Regions from separate parts of the Sus scrofa genome. Here region 2 is linked to region 1. A link is a contact called in public Hi-C data. All regions are on one chromosome and are shown on one strand. Each heading gives the region's core, a stretch centred on a gene start, on an enhancer-like site or on the middle of the called end of the contact. The rest is flanking DNA. Distances are from core to core; before and after follow the strand shown.

What was found. Hi-C and Micro-C count contacts between places; a contact is called where the count stands out from the background.
Region 2: a Hi-C map of embryonic fibroblasts shows a contact between it and region 1, with 2.4 times the contacts expected there. The contact joins two enhancer-like sites. A contact is called at or near these places in 2 of 47 Hi-C or Micro-C datasets (both in embryonic fibroblasts) and 2 of 2 datasets of contacts at active chromatin or transcription factors (alveolar macrophages and skeletal muscle).

The regions. Positions count from the first base shown.
Region 1 is chr13:125,889,035-125,894,119 of Sscrofa11.1, forward strand. All of the region lies in intron 2 of LPP (lipoma-preferred partner), which reads left to right. Among named protein-coding and RNA genes, the nearest start is that of LPP, 110 kb to the left of the region's middle. Within about 2 kb of position 3,052, at least 33 of the 83 cell types and tissues checked have an H3K27ac peak or open chromatin away from gene starts, as enhancers often do. A contact at or near this core is called in embryonic fibroblasts, where this site is marked.
Region 2 is chr13:126,170,384-126,175,468 of Sscrofa11.1, forward strand. All of the region lies in intron 5 of LPP (lipoma-preferred partner), which reads left to right. Among named protein-coding and RNA genes, the nearest start is that of MIR28, 110 kb to the right of the region's middle. Within about 2 kb of position 2,763, at least 4 of the 83 cell types and tissues checked have an H3K27ac peak or open chromatin away from gene starts, as enhancers often do. A contact at or near this core is called in embryonic fibroblasts, where this site is marked.

The DNA.
Region 1 (5,085 bases), core at 1,802-4,301:
AAGGTTTACCAGTGACTTGGTCGTAATCCATCACATAGAAAGTGCTTTACTTGTTTATTAAATTGGTACGTTTCCAGCTCTTCCACCAATAGCACATCCCTTTTGCATTAGACTTTGAGTCATTCCTGAGACGGTCACCTCATTTTGCTGCCTCTGTGCAGCTATGATTCTCACTTTTAACAAGTTGGCTCTCTCATTTCATTTCTGACTGTCCAACTCCTCATCATCCTTTTAAGGACAATTTCAAGTGCATTTTTATCCATTTCCTTCTTTACTCATTCACATTCTTCATTCCTTTAACAAATTTTTACAGAGCATCTTTTGTGCCAGGGACACAGTTTCTGAACTCGGGAAGGTCTGTTACTTCTGCCACCCTCACCCTTCCATTGACATATTGCCATCAACCTTGCTTTACAGTTTCTAATGGATTGGTTTGCTCTCCCCTGCTAGAATATTGGCTCTTTGAAAGTAGGGTGCTTAATACTAGGTGCTTATTGAGCTATATTTAAATTGAGTAAATGAACAAATAAAGACTTATCCTTTGTGGGTATAATACCTTCTAATAAACGCAAGAAAATAGAAACAATATTGTGTGTGTGGTAGAGGGAGGAAGAGAGAGAGCAAGAGGGAGAGTGGGATAGAAATGTTGAATGAAGAGAAGGATAATCCTGGTTCTTAGGGCAGTGAACTACTTCCAAGTTGAAGAAAAGCAAAAAGACAGGAATGAGATGGAAGCTGCCGAAGTCGAGAGAAACTGGGTGAGAGAGTAGATTATTTTCTGAACTGTAAAGCATTTTCTCCAAGAAATGGTTTTCCTTAAGTGGTATAAAATGTGGAGTGAATTGGGTCTCACTTTTCCTTTTCCTCTTTAGGAGGTTGGAGCTGATTTTTAAAATGAGGTGGGGGAGGGAGGTGGAGCTTGGAGAAGGAAAGTGAAAACTGTTTTCTGAAGCCTTCTTTTTGCCAAGCAGCTCTTTAGAGAGAAAGTTAGAAGGAGATCCTGCCAAAACTGACCAGAGGCATTCAGACCAACTTGTTGTTTCTCTCATCGTTGTCCTGGTTCTCTCCCAGCCCTATTCTCTACTCCAGATACCTTCTTTCCTTCTTCCTTTTGTTTTTAAACATGTAAGTATTAAAGTGAGAAGCTGGGGGATAGGGGGGCTGCAGCATTAAAATGAAACACAAAGTAAGCAATACATTTCAATCTTCAGTTATAAAAATGATGTTTTAGATTTATTTACCCAATCTGTTTCCTGCTGGGAACTTCTTCTCCTGCCACTGCTCCTCATTTGTTTCCCAAATTTCTACCCACTTTCCGACTCAAAGCAGGAGAGGAGACTCTGACCACACAATGGGATTTGAGAAGGGAGCAGGGCAGCTTTCAAGTGCTGACTCTAGAGGCAAATTCCTGGCCTTTTTCCTTCTGAAGATTTTTCAGCTTTTTTTTTTTTTTTTTTTTTTCTTTTAAGTCTCTTGAAAGTTTACTACTAAAGACCCTTCGCTGTGGAAGGCACAGTTTCCATGATGGACCTGCATTGACTGTGTCCTTGGTGTTTGCAGGCCTCAAGCTACTTTGTAGGGATGCTGAGATAGAAAAATTGGACCTCTGACGGCAAGGGCTTGGGGTGTGTGTGTGTGTGTGTGTGTACATGTGCACTGTGGGTGCTGTGGGGAGACTGGTTTCTGGGGATGGAGGGTGGGCCAGGCAGTAGGTAGATTGTTATGTTCATACCTGAAGATCACCTGGAGACCTGCTGTAAACTTATCAGTGACACAGGGAGGGCAGAAGGTTCTGTTTGTTGCCACTGGGGAAGGCTTCACTGAGGGTGTGGTGTTGAAAGGTCTTGAAAGATAGCTAGAACTTCAATAAACAAGGAAGAGAGACGTGCTTTCAAGACAAAGGGAATGGGGAAGACAGAAAGCGGGGAGTGGCAGGCTGCGTGTGGAAGGTATGTGAAGGTGAAGCATTGATGTCAAATCATAGAGGTGATAGATGCCCCCCATCATGTGTTTGGGGCTTTTCCCCCCTGTTAGCAGTAGGGAGAGTTATGTGTTTTAGAAAGAGCTGTGATAGGATTTCTGTGGTGTGTGTGTGTTTGTATTTCGTTTTACTTTTACTTTTTAACTTTCTGAGCCTTTTTAGGAACTGTGAGGCAACCTTAGCTCTGGGAAGTGTTCACTACCTGTCTCTCTGTCTTGCCTTTCCTTTTCTGGCCTGGCTTGGTGCCTTGTCAGGCTTCTGATAATGAAGTGTGTCAGGGCTGGCTCCTGGGAGCCATGCGAGCAGACCCTGGGCTCCTTCTCCAAGGTTCCGGGTCCTTTATCCTCCTCCTTTCCTCTTCCTCCTCCTCTTTCTCTATCACCACCCCCAGCAGCAGCAGCAGCTCTCCCCTCCCTAAAATAAATAAACCAGTCGCTCCAAGAGGTTCCAAGCACATTAGTCACATATCCCAGAAGTTTAATACAGAATTATTTTGACAGCGAGAACAAGAAGTGTTTTCTAGTTGAACGCACAGAACTTGCTTCTTCCAACTGGGCTTTCTGCCGCAGAGACAGATGATATGTTTTTTAGATGGAATCGGCTGCGCAGGAGACTGCGTCGCTTCCCTTGGAAACATGACAAACTGCTCACTACCAAAAGTGGTCCGGGAAATTATGGGGGTGGGGGAAGAGAAGAGAGAGAGAGATCACATCCTTGTTGAGAATATAACTTTCTCCCTAATAACTTCAGTCAGCCACTTAGAGCTTCTATGTGTTTATTTATTTATTTGGCTGCCCCTGGAGCTGTGAAGTCCTTTTTAAATCCTGGGCTTATGGGTGTTCTAAAAGATGAGGACAGCTCGAGTTATTGCAATGCGGGTGGCTCTCCAAGCATTCCAGTTGAATAGCTCTTCCAGAAATATTTCTTGACTCACTAATTTAGCACTTTCTGTTGCTGTTACTAAGCAGATTGAAGAGTCTTCCCTGTGATTTCACCAGACTACTCTAGGGTTGACGTGTATCCGATTATTCCTATCTGGCCCATGGAGAGATGGAGGAATGCAAAGCTGAAGTCCACTGGCGCCCAAGAGGGCCTTTTCCCTGTCTTGCCAGAGCGCTGTCTGAAGAGTCAGGGAAAAGAAGAAAAGTGTGTGTTTCTTTCCCAGCTTTGCTCTTCTCCTTTAGCGCCCCACCTCCAAGTTCTTCCTGGGTGGTTAACCTGGGCAGGAAGACCCAGAGCTGAGCATGGAGGAGAGACATTAAGGAAGTTCCAGACCTGGGATACCCATTCGTTCTGGCTCCCATTATCCTTCCCCTCTTGATTCTCAAATCTTTCTAGAGTTACAGCCTTATTGGGGGTTGGGGGTAGCGAGCTGACCTCTCTAATTGCAATGCATGCTCTCTGGAGCTCTTTTAACTTTCTCTGATTGTATCTCATTAGCCCCTCATTCCAAGGCCTTCGTCCAAGAAATGTCTTTGTGGTCCAGACATTGACTGGCTGTATGACCTTGGTCAGTAGACTCATTGGGCCTTGGTCTTTTCAGAAACTTTTTGTTTATGGAATTCTTTCTTAAACCCCTTGTGAATTGTCATCTGAAACCCCAGTACAGGTTTCCCTGCTATCTGAAAGTGAGAGTGTTCCTATGACACATTTTGTGAGCTGAAAAGGAGTCAAGTGCAGAAGCAACTGCAAACTCTGAATGCTATTTTTGCTTTTTGCCATTTTTTTTTTTTTTTGTAAGAACGAATATCCTCTTTGGCTTTCTTTTGGTCAATGAAACAGATACTAATGTAAGCCTTTTCATAAAAGCAAAGTGGTGTAAAGAAAATTTTTGAAAGGTAAATGATACCTTTAAAATAATCAAAGTATAATTATATGGTGGCACTGTTATGTCATTAAATGGTTAAATAGGCTTCCATCTAGGGCTGAGTTATGGTCCTAAATTCTGTGCCTCTGTGGAACCCACTTTGAAAGCCACTGTATTGGAGGTGCTTCAAGCTTCTGTAAGCTTTCTGCCTCTCTGGACATCTCTTAAGGTTGAGAAAGTGGCACCTGTACCGATGAGGAAGATGGGCCCAGAGGGAGACTTGGCCCTTCTGGTTTCCCTACACTGGCTGTGAAATTCCATGTGATGAAGGCCTTTTAGCCTGCTCACTTTCAGTGATTGTTCTCAGGGGTTTGTCAGCTCCTAGGCCTCCATCCACACCTGGGCCTGGTCACGTGCCTGGTCAGCACCTCCTTATTATTCATTATATAGTATTGAGTGGTCATCTCAGTAATTTCTTCCCAGAGCCTCTGTCTCAGGAACATTTATGAGAGGAGTAACATTGTATTCAAACCCCTCTTTTTCTTTTTAAAGAGCTGAGTTTACTTTTTATAAGAAAAGTATTCCTCCACTGATACTTATACAGTACCTGCATTTGTATGACACTCAATTATTCCCCAAAGAAGTTTCTGACCTTTATGATATACTTTACATTTTCTCATTGCAAAACAATTTCTAAAGAGCTTTTTCTTTCTTTCTTTCTTTCTTTCTTTTTTTTTTTTTTTTTGTCTTTTGTCTTTTTTCAGGGCTGTACCCGCAGCATGTGGAGGTTTTCGAGGCTAGGGGTCAAATCGGAGCTACAGCTGCCGGCCTATATACCACAGCCACAGCAATCCCAGAACCTTAACCCACTGAGTGAGGCCAGGGATCGAACCCACAACCTCATGGTTCCTAGTCGGATTCGTTTCCAATGTGCCACAATGAAAACTCCCAAAAGAGCTTTTTCCAGCTAAGATTCCACCATAACTCTGAGGCAAAGGAGACTCAATGAGATAATCCATATATAATCAGAGTTAGGCTTGTAGTTTATAGTTAGGTTGAGAAGAATTGTAGGGATGTGAACTTTAGACTCCCTAAAGTTCATTGCACCAAACCATTCCTTCTCCTTGTAGCAGGAATTATGAGTGAATTTGCTACTAACAGCTACTGTCTATGAAGTGCTTATTTATGTGTCAAACACTGCTAGGCAGGCACTTTGTAAAAAGCTCATTTAATCTCTTCACCTGTGGTATAAGTAGAAATGATCATGTCCAGTTTGCAGATGAGTCACTGGGATATT
Region 2 (5,085 bases), core at 1,513-4,012, 280 kb after region 1:
CACATTGATTTGGTTTGTGAGTTTCCTTTAAATACACAGAATTTAGATGAATTGAATATAGTCAGAATTGAATATAGTCAGTGCTTAGCCCAGTGACACCAGCTTGGAGGAAATGATGTTCTTTATGCTAGTGGGCTCTCAGCTTCCTGAAGTGGTAACAGGTAGGCTGGTAGAATTTTGTGTTACTTCCTTCCAGTGTCACGCACTATGCCAGGCGCACTTCCTATTACCCCGGTGAGTTTCATCAGCTCTATTATTAGCTCCATTATAGAGGAGGTAAAGGAAGAGCTAGAAGAGAGGGCTTGCTCATTTGCTGGGTTGTGCAGGGATGATGAGTTTGAGCACAAGTTCCTAACTTACAGTCCAGTGTTCTTTCCTTTATACCATAGTGTGTCAAGGTCAATCTTCTGTATCTCAGAAAACAAAACAAGGATTAAAAGCACTGCATCTGAATTCTTGAAGAACTAGTGTAGCTGGTATCTTTGGGGCTCATTTCCATGAGGAAAAATGGAACAATAATGATATTGGATAAAAATATTGAGTGGTAAAGAAATGAGTGAGAATATTTTATCAGCCACAAAATGGTAATCTCATGTAAGGTTGTAGTGTTACACTTGTAATTACCCAGCTGTCTCTCACATTCACTCCTGTCTCTACCCCAGTACTTTCTAGTTGTGTAAAACTTAATCTGAGAGTACTTTAGGTATTCCTTATCTATAGTTGTAGTTTTATATATAAGTATAATACTTATACTTCCTTATGTAGTATTCTGTGTCTATAGTTGTAGGGATTTAGATTTTTAAAATCCTAATTCTTTTATTTCCCTGACAGTATTAAATTCTTCTCTAATTTACTCTGAGAAATAACACCCTAGATACTTCCACATCTATTGTATTTTTCTCTTAATTAGGTATGGATCTATGTATTACTTGAATTGTGACATGTAATTATGTATGAATATTTAATAGCATTTAAAGTGATGTGTACACTAAGTTATTTCTGGGGTTGTAGGAGATAAGACTTCTTTCTTACACTTCTCTACATATTTTTTCTTTTTCTTTTAGGGCCGCATCTGTGGCATAAGGAAGTTCCCAGGCTAGGGATCCAGTCAGACCCTATGCCAGACCTATGCCAGATCCCAGCAACATCTGCAACCCATGCCACAGCTTGCAGCAATGCTGGATCTTTAACCCACTGAGCGAGGCCAGGGATCGAACCCACATCCTCGAAACTAGTTGGGTTCTTAACCCACTGAGCCACAACAGGAACTCCCTCTACATATTTTTTAAGTTTCTATAATTAACCTACTTTGCTTTTGCTTTACATGTATATTGTAATTTATATAAATATTTCTATAAATGGGTACATAATGTTTATTTTCATAAATTTGAATAAATGTATGTACACCCAGAGAGTATTTTGGCAAAGTATAACATCTTTTAACAATAAACATCTGACAAGGCAAATTTAAAAACTATTGATTTTTCTATCCCTCCCTTTCTCTCTCACTTTTCCCTTTTTCTCCACCTCTTCTACCTACTTATCTATCTATCTAATCTCTCCCTTCACCCCCTTTTCTTTCTTTTATCCCTGCCCAGCACCTTTTTAGCACTTTTCAGAATAGAAACTAAAACAATAGAAAGTAAAATGATCTTAAATATAATGTTTTAGAAAAATAGAATGTTTTTTGAGAGGAGACGGCTTTTTTGGATCCATATATCATTCTGGTACTTTTATCTATCTCAAAACAAAAGTAGAATTGTGATTTTTAATACTAATTTCAATTTTTAATGAATAGACTTTCCTTTCCAACCACTCTGATGAGAGGGAACAGAACACAAACACAAACCTGTTGGTTCTAGTAACACACATCCTAGCTGAGTGCCTTTTATGGTTTCCAATGGCCCTTATGATTTCTTTTTCTTCCTTTTCAAGTTTATAATCTTGGTTGATTGGCGTTTTAGCAGTCAGAAGTTTGGGTCCTCATAACTAAAGCTTCTACACTTTATTTTTTTCTCTCCTGATGTCTGCTATAGGACCGCCCTGCTCTACTTATACTTATGTCTTTGTATTGTTTCCCTCATCAATTCCTGTTAATTTTAGTTAGAATGATATTAACTTAATCCAGAGTGAAGGGTGCAAGTATTTGTGTGTCTCTCTGAATTTGCTAAGGGGAAATATTATTTCTCACTTTAGGAGACTTGCTTCTCACTTTTTTTCTTTTTTCAATTTGGTCTGTCCAATTAGGAGACCACATTTAGTACTTGCTAGTTGAGACTTGTGTTCTACAGTTCTGAGTGAGTTCCTCCTGTGGCCCCCCTCCCCATGAGGCACTGAGTCACAATGCGATTACCAGCTGCTAGCGTGTTTGTGCACATAGCACATTAGATAGTGGGGTAACCAAGGTTTGGCCTGGGAAGTGCTTTCAGGAAAGATAAAGACCCTTTCCTCACTCTGATCATCTTTGAATGGGTTATTGTAGCTGGTATTAGCGTTATAAGTGATCATCTCTGAGTCTGTCTCTGTTTCAGCCCAGATGGAGTTTTGATTTTGGAAAATCATTTAATGAAATGTATTTCCTGTGCCTGGTAGTCAGTGATCACTTACCAAAAAAAGGAGGTGGTGGGAGAATAAAAATAAACTTATGATAATTCACATTACACTTAGCCTTTACTGAGTAAGACCAAAAAGGGAATGAAGCAGGCTCTACTGACCAGCATTTGCAAATGGATTCCAGGAATGTGGTTAGAGTTGCCAAAGTAATCTTTGAATCCTGCCAAAATCATCCCTTGGGATTTTGTTAAGGTTAAGGGAAGTGAGAGACATGGAGGTGTGTATGCGGATGTGTTTTAAAGATTTCTTACCCAACAGTGTGTGGTGGAAAGAACACTGGCAAGCCTGAATTCTAGACCTGGCTTCACCTAATCTCCATCATACTGGAAATGTTACCTACCTTCCTTGGAACTTTATCATTTGTAAAATAAGGATGTGATTAAGGTCTTTCATCATTGATGTTCTATGATTTAGAGTATTCTACAACAGAAAGGCCATGCATGTTCAACATGTCTCTGTCTTAACTAAACTAAAATAAATGAAAACAAAACGAAAAAAGCAATCACATTAAAAATAAGTGATCCCTCCCCCCCAAAAAAACTAGTTAGTCAAGCTATGACAATTTTTTATCTAACTTTATTTTTAAAGACCCTGTTAAGAGCTCAGGTTCAAACCACAGCATGTGCAAACTATAATACTGTATTCAATGCAAATGACAAGGATCCAAGAGTTATTTTACCAAAAATCCTCAATTTTTATTAGTAATACTGTAGCAACTATTTTTCTCAATAAATTCCTCTTTTCCTAATATTTAAAAATATGATCCAAAGATTTAGTAATTAGTTATGATTACAAGCTTATATAACCTGTAACATTTTGCTGTAGCTATAATATCTAGTGCCTCTGCCTTCTCAATCATATGTTTTTCTCTGTTGCTAATACTACCTATTGATCCTCTATTCCTGATTTCGGTTCCTTCACTTTGTATGTAGAGTATAAAGATATTTTTGTTAGGTTTCTGTGTCTTGTCATTGTTCCCTCCTTTCTTATGTGTTATTGAAAGCTCCCAAGCGAGCCAGGAAGTCTCCATCTTTAAAAGGCTTTGGGGAAATATATTCCCACTATTCTCAGCTTATTGTAGGAAGGTATACTTTTTCAGAAGCAAACTTACAGCTTTGTTTAGGGTGGAAATCAGAATGCAACAAAAATGGTCTACATATAATCTTACAGCATCATTGGCAGACCTTATGAATGGTTTGTTTTCTACCAAAAGTCAAAGAGCAGCCAGTGTGACTGGTGATACCTAGAGAAGGTATATTTAGTCAATACTTTACCAGAGCTGGTAGGAGATAAAGATTAAGAGATTTATTGCAGGGAATTAATTTATGTGATTGTGTGGGCTGGCTAGGCAATCCAACATCTGTAGTATAGGCTGTTAGGAAGGACAGGCTGAAACTTTGCTACAAAAGCTAATACTATTGTCCACACGTAGAATTTCTTCTCCTTTAAAGAAGTCTCAACTTTGCTCTCAAGGCCTTTCAACTTTCAATCAGGCCAACCCAGATTCTCTAAGATAATCTTCCTTACTTAGTCAATTTATTATAGACTTTAATCCCTTACACAAGATAATTTCCCAAATATACCTAGATTAGTGTTTGATTGAATAACTAGAGAGATTGTAGTCTAGCAAAACTGACATATAAAACTGATCATCACAGAAGGTTAACTATTTTCTACAACAGATCAATCTATATAGAGAAGCCATGAGCACTGAAAGGTCAGAAACAGGAAAAGCAGAAGAGGTACCTCTTAATCATCCTAGCATAATCATCAGAATTAGTGGTTGGGGGTGATGATAGATGTAGGGGCAATAAATCTGGGCAGATGATGTTCTATCTCATGCATGGTGGGCCTGAATAAGCTTTGCCTATCTGCTCTGGGAATAGAACCATTGCTCTACAAATAGTTCCTTTGTGCTAATTTTAAGTTCCAAACAGCAGAGTTGATTGCACTTTCTTTTTCTTTCTTAATTATTACAACTTAGTAATGTGTTTATATGCTTCTTTAAAGTTGAAAGAATTTGACCAAAATGCTTTTTCCTTCACATTGTTATCCATCATCTCCTGATCTCTTGGTCCTTGCTGTTATTCACTTGGCAAATTGCACACTGTCTCTGCTCTGGGTCCAGGCTTTCAATCTTTTTTTTTTTTAATCATTTTTTATCCAAGTGTAGTTGATTTACAATGTTGTGTTAGGTTTAGATATTCAGCAAAGTGACTGAGTTTTTTGTATACACACACATATTCTGTTTTCACATTCTCTTCCATTATAGGTTATTACAAGATATTGAGTATAGTTCCTTGTGCTAGGCGGTAGGTTCTTGTTGTTTATCTATTTCATATGTAATAGTTTGTATATGTTAATCCCCAACTCCTAATTTATCTACATCAGCCCCTCCTTTCCCCTTTGGTAACCATATATTTATTTTCTATGTCTGTGAGTCTGTTTCTGTTTGATAAATAACTTCATTTT